Regions from separate parts of the Macaca mulatta genome. Here region 2 is linked to region 1. A link is a contact called in public Hi-C data. All regions are on one chromosome and are shown on one strand. The core of a region is the stretch at or near the end of the contact, and the rest is flanking DNA. Distances in the headings are between cores, read along the strand shown.

What was found. A called contact is a pair of places that touch in the nucleus more often than the background predicts.
Region 2: a Hi-C map of fetal cortical plate shows a contact between it and region 1, with 1.6 times the contacts expected there. The contact joins the promoter of RPS6KA4 here to the promoter of LOC106993200 in region 1. A contact is called at or near these places in 2 of 14 Hi-C or Micro-C datasets (fetal cortex germinal zone and fetal cortical plate).

What each region holds. Positions count from the first base shown.
Region 1 is chr14:9,755,793-9,758,495 of T2T-MMU8v2.0, reverse strand. LOC106993200 reads left to right here and starts at 1,307. Exons shown (of 5, transcript XM_077964770.1): 1 at 1,307-1,486. The coding sequence starts at 1,307. The region is part of intron 15 of NRXN2 (neurexin 2); the gene reads right to left.
Region 2 is chr14:10,037,080-10,039,782 of T2T-MMU8v2.0, reverse strand. RPS6KA4 (ribosomal protein S6 kinase A4) reads left to right here and starts at 1,347. Exons shown (of 17, transcript NM_001265624.1): 1 at 1,347-1,467; 2 at 1,555-1,626; 3 at 2,339-2,557; 4 at 2,653-2,703. The coding sequence starts at 1,413. LOC144334165 (a long non-coding RNA gene) reads right to left here and starts at 1,680. Exons shown (of 2, transcript XR_013403668.1): 1 at 1-1,680.

The sequences.
Region 1 (2,703 bases), core at 58-2,557:
AGAGTATGGAGGACAGAGATGGAAGGTGACACGTACAGAGGTGAGAAGAGATGGCATGGAGAGAATCTTAGGGGTCTAAGATATGAAGTAATGGGGGGCCTGAGATGGGGCTGAGGAAGGATGGAAATGAGAAGGTGATGGGGTCTGAGAAGGAAGGTGAAGTTTTTCAATGGATGGTTATGAGGGGCAGAGATAGGAGGTGATTGTAAGTGGACAGCGATAGAGAACTGACACAGGAGGGGAAGCCTGGAAACGGGAAGTGCTGGGCCTACAGAAGTGAGATGCTGGGGGTCAGAGGTAGAGACAGAGCAGAGATGAGGGGACATGGAGGGGAGACACTAGAGATAAGGGGAAGGAGGATGGGAGAATGGTGGGACAGTGGAGTGAGTTGGGAGGTAATGGAAGGCCAGTCGTCAGAAAAGAAGGGAAGGTTGTTGGAAGGATGGAGGTAAAACAGAGACATACACGAAGAGGTCAAGCAGGAAGAGATATGTCAGACGCAGAGATGACAGATGTGACAGAGGTGGGAGGGAGGTGAAGGGGGAGAGATGACAGACCAGCGATGGAAGGGTGAGGGTGAGGCAGAGGTGGAGGCAAGACAGATGGAGAGATGATAAGGGGCTGAGATGGAGGAGGTGATGCGGAAGAGAAATGGAAGGCAGAGCTGCAGGGAGAGGATGAAAGGACAGACAGGGCGGGGAGGGTAAGGAAGTAGAAGGAGATAATGAACCAGACCTAGGGGTAAGCAGGTTTAGGTGAGGCGAGGAAGCAAAGTGCTGAAGACAGAGATGAGGGTGATGGGGGAGAGGAGAGATGGAGGCAAGGGTGGGGCTGAGATGATGGGTGCTGGAGATTGGAGGTGAAGGGGCTCCGGGACGCAAAGCAGAGGGGCCGGACTCGGCGTGCACAGCTGGGGTGGGGCCCACGGGGGCCTGGCTGCGCACACGGGAAGCCCCCCTGCCCCCGGGGCCAACCGGGTGGCCGGCATCGACAGTGCCACTTACCGTGGCCGCCGCGGGTGAGGAAGGGCATGCGGTTGATGGCGATGGGCACGGTGCCGTGCTTGCTGTGGAAGTGGTGGACGTGGTGGGTGGTGCTGAGGCTGGAGGAGACCCGGGCCCCCTCGGCCGCCCCCAGCAGCAGCAGCAGCAGCAGCGGCAACAGCGGCAGCAGAGGTGGCGGCGGCGGCGGCGGTGGCGGCGGCGGCGGCAGGGGCCCAGCCAGGGCGGGGGGGCGGCGCGGGCACCCCCCCGGCCCGCTCCCCCCGGGGGGCATTTCGGCCCGGGGGCGACCGCCTCACAGCCCCATGGCCGGGGGCGGGGACGCGGGGCTGCGCAGCCCCGCGAAGCCCCCCTCCGGCTCCGAGCTCCGGGAGCGGGGTAGGGATGAAGCGGAGGTAAACCAGGGCCCAAGCCTCGGTCCGGAGCCAATAAAATCAACTGGATCCCGCCGGGAAATCGGGGGTCCGCGGAGCGGCAACACCAAGGTCCAGGATGCCTGGGTCCATCGCGAGGAGCTAGGGGTCTCTCTGCATCCCGGCGGGGTCGGAGCGGCGCAGAGGGCCGTCAGAAACCCGGGGGAGCGCCCGGGGGAGGGGGCATGGTGCCGAGTGGAGAGGGAGGGGAGCGCGGGGGCCAAGCAGGGAGGGGAGAGCGAGGGAAATCCTGCGGAAAAACCGAGCCGGGGAGGAGGGCGGTGCGGGCTGGAGGAGAAAAGAGGGACGGAGGCCTGGTTCTCCCGAAAGCAGGAGACCGACGGCGACTAGAGCCGGCCGAGCTGCTGCTGCCGCTGCCGCCCGACGGAGGCCGGGGGAAAGGAGGGAGCGGCCGGGGGAAGGGGGGCGGGAGAAGGGGGAAGGGAAGCAAATCCGGGTGAGGGGGGAATGAAGGGATAGGAGAGGAGGGGAGAGGAGAGGAGGGGAGCGGGGCTGAGCAGAGGAAAGGCGCGAGCCTGCGAGATTCCGGCGGAGAGATGGAGGCAGCGGAGTGTTGCTGCAGAGGCTGAGAGGGCTGGAAGGGAGAGGGAGGGAGGGAGAGAGGGAGAAAGAGAGGGAGGGAGGGAAGGAGAGCGGAGAGGGGAGGGGAAGCGCGGGAGGAGGAGGGGGCAGGGCAGAGGGACCAGAGCGGCTCCCGATCTGCGGGCGGCGCTGGGCAGCTCCGCCGCGCGGCACCTGGCTAGCCCGCTCGCCGCTCGCCTCTCCTCTGCGCGCGCCCGCCCCTCCCCCGCGCCTGGACGCGCGCGCTCCTCCTGCACCCCCCTCCTCGAGAAGGGACCCTGCTGAATAATGGAACGGGATTGAGGCTAGCAAGAGAGGCCACTTTCTTCCTCCCCGCCCACCCCACCTGGATGAACCCCAATAATGCTCTCTGGCACAGCCTGCTGAGATGCCGCGGCGGCCACCTCTGCACACACCCCTCAGAACGCACACGCACACTGAGATGTGTACCGGCTTGGGTATGGAAACATCCACGTGCCCATATGGGCACAGTGTGCGGGCAGGCACACAGGCTCAGACACATACATGCATGCATGTGCTCACAAACATGGGCACACCAACTCACTCTCAGGGGAGCATGTACACATGCTCACCGGGCATACATGCGTGCGCACACACGTTTGATCACAGGCCATGAATGGCCAACATACACACAGACACCCCTGCCCTCCAAGCTCACCCTCCAAAATAGGGTCCACAGCATACAG
Region 2 (2,703 bases), core at 98-2,597, 280 kb before region 1:
TGAGGTGGAGAGGGGATGACATCCTGGGTAGCCAGCAGGGATTGGAGTCTAAGATCTGGGCTAAGGGGTGGGGGGCAGTTCACAGCCTGGTGGGGCATCACTTAATGCCAGGGGCTGCCAGAAGGTGTGGGAGGGATGCTGGCTCTCTGACCAGGGCCTCTAGCATGATGCCTGAGAAGGGGGGCAATTAGGTTGAGGTGCAGGATGTGAGTCAGGGTACCTGGGGCCGCTCAGGGGAGGGTGGGGCTGCCCAGGGCTGAGATGAGTCAGCCTGAACTTGGGGGATGCAGAGCTGGGAGGGGCAGCCTGACCAGCCTCCCAGGTGTGACCTGCAGCAGCCTGAGTCCCTCCTCCTCTCAGCCAGGGCTTCACAGGACACGGCGTGGGGTGGACATCCTGGCCTCTCCAGCTGGCAGAGGAGCAGCGAGCCCCTCCCCACTGGTCTCAGGGCCTGGGGCCTCATGGCTGTCCCACTTTGCTAGGTGGCCCCATTGGTGGTCAGGAAGGGGAAGGCAAGAAGAAGAAGAGGGAGCAGAGGCTCAGGAGGACCAGTCAGCAGGGGCCCTGGGCCTCATGGGGAGAGGGGGCAACCCCGTGTGGCACTGACATCTCTGCTTGAGGCCTACTCAGGGCTCTAAGCTGGGTACTGCATCAGGTTAGGAGACAACAGGGGCAGCACACATGAGGTGCGCATGGCACCTGGTGGGCTCTGCATGGTGGCTGGGGGCTGATGTGATTCTGCAGGCCCCCTCTACAGAGAGCTGGTCAGAAAACTGGCCACTCCTCCTTGCCATGGGGTCCCAGGCTTGGCTCCAGCCCCCTCTTGGTGATGAGGCTCCTCTTTGCAAAGGCCAATCCGCTGGGGAGTGGGACCCTGGTGGCCACCCCCAGGAAGGTGGAGTAGGGCAGGCCCCACTGCCTGAGAGCTGAGTGACTTCCAGGATCCAGACCCCTTCTCAGCCTGCCCAGCACCAGGCACCTCGCCCCCCATCTTGGGGCACAGACTCCTGGTGTCCTCCAGCCACTGGCTGCAGCCGGCATTCCCAGGCAGACCCCTGTCTTGGGGGCAAATGCCCCAGAGGCTCCAGGTTACCCACGGGCTCAGGGATGGCTCCCACGGGGTGTTTCCAGTTCTCTGGAGAGTCGAGTAAGGTCCCGGAGCGCACGGCCCTGAGGCTTGGCCGGGGGGCTCGGGAGACAGGGCGTCCCCAGCCGGCCGCCCACCGGCAGCCCGGCGCTGTCACGTTCCAGCCGCCTGACTCAGGCCGCGTAGGGCGGGGAGCCGGGAGGCGGTGCCGGCGCCCGCCTCGGCCCCGGAGGCGGCACCAGGAAGCGCCCGCCCCGGCCGGAGCCGCCATGTAACCGGCGCCGCCCGGAGCCCGAGCCGCGCGGGCCCCAGCGACCCGCCCGCCATGGGGGACGAAGACGAGGATGAGAGCTGCGCCGTGGAGCTGCGGATCACTGAAGGTGGGTGTGGGGCCTGACTGCGGCTGCCCCGGGCGGGCCGGGCCGGGTCATGGACCGGCTGGGTTCATTCACCCCCTGTGCCCACAGCCAACCTGACCGGGCACGAGGAGAAGGTGAGCGTGGAGAACTTCGAGCTGCTCAAGGTGCTGGGCACGGGAGGTGAGGACCCCCATCCACCGGGCAGGCGTCCCAGGCGCGGTGCCCCTGACCTCCTGCCTGCTCACTCCTGGGCCTGGGCCAGGCCACTGAGCAGGCCCCCCACCCTTTCCCGGCACAGCCTGCCTTGCCTGCCCCGCCCTGCCTTGCCAGGGTTTGCATGCCCACTTCCAGGGCACTCCACGTTGACATCACTCCTCCCTCCACGGTCCTGTGCGTGCATACCCCCCTGGATTTGCCAACACCTTGGGGAGGGGGACTTGCACCCCTCTCAAGTTATTTGCATACCTCCTCCCTTTCTTTCAATATGGGATCCCCTCCCACATTTTGCAAACGCCCCAGCGCTGGTTTGCGCATCTCTTCCCCAGCCAGGTGCACACCTCTGCCTCCCTTCCTTGCACTGGCATCTTTTCACATCCATCTGATCTCTCGCAGATTTGCACATGCCCCGCCCCCACGCCTCGAAGCAGGCCCCCTGGAGTTGCATGCTCTCCAGCCTGGTTTGCACATCCTTTCCCTGGTTTTGCTGGGCACCCTCCCGGGGTGTGCACACCCTTTCCTTAGAAGGCTCTGCCAGCTTTTTGCACACCTGCCTCTTGCCCCGGCTCCTTCGCCTAATTTGCACACCCTCCTGGGTTGGCATCGCCCCCACCCCCCAAGCCTGCACCAATCTCCCGCTCACAGCCTACCCTCCACCCACTCGCTGCTCCCACAGCCTACGGCAAGGTGTTCCTGGTGCGGAAGGCGGGCGGGCATGACGCGGGGAAGCTGTACGCCATGAAGGTGCTGCGCAAGGCGGCGCTGGTGCAGCGCGCCAAGACGCAGGAGCACACGCGCACCGAGCGCTCCGTGCTGGAGCTGGTGCGCCAGGCGCCCTTCCTGGTCACGCTGCACTACGCTTTCCAGACGGATGCCAAGCTGCACCTCATCCTGGGTGAGCGCACGCCACATCCCAACGGGGGTGGTGTGGCTGAGGGCAGGCGAGGCCACCTGACGGGGCTGCTTCCTAACTTCCACTGCACCTCCCAGACTATGTGAGCGGCGGAGAGATGTTCACCCACCTCTACCAGCGCCAGTACT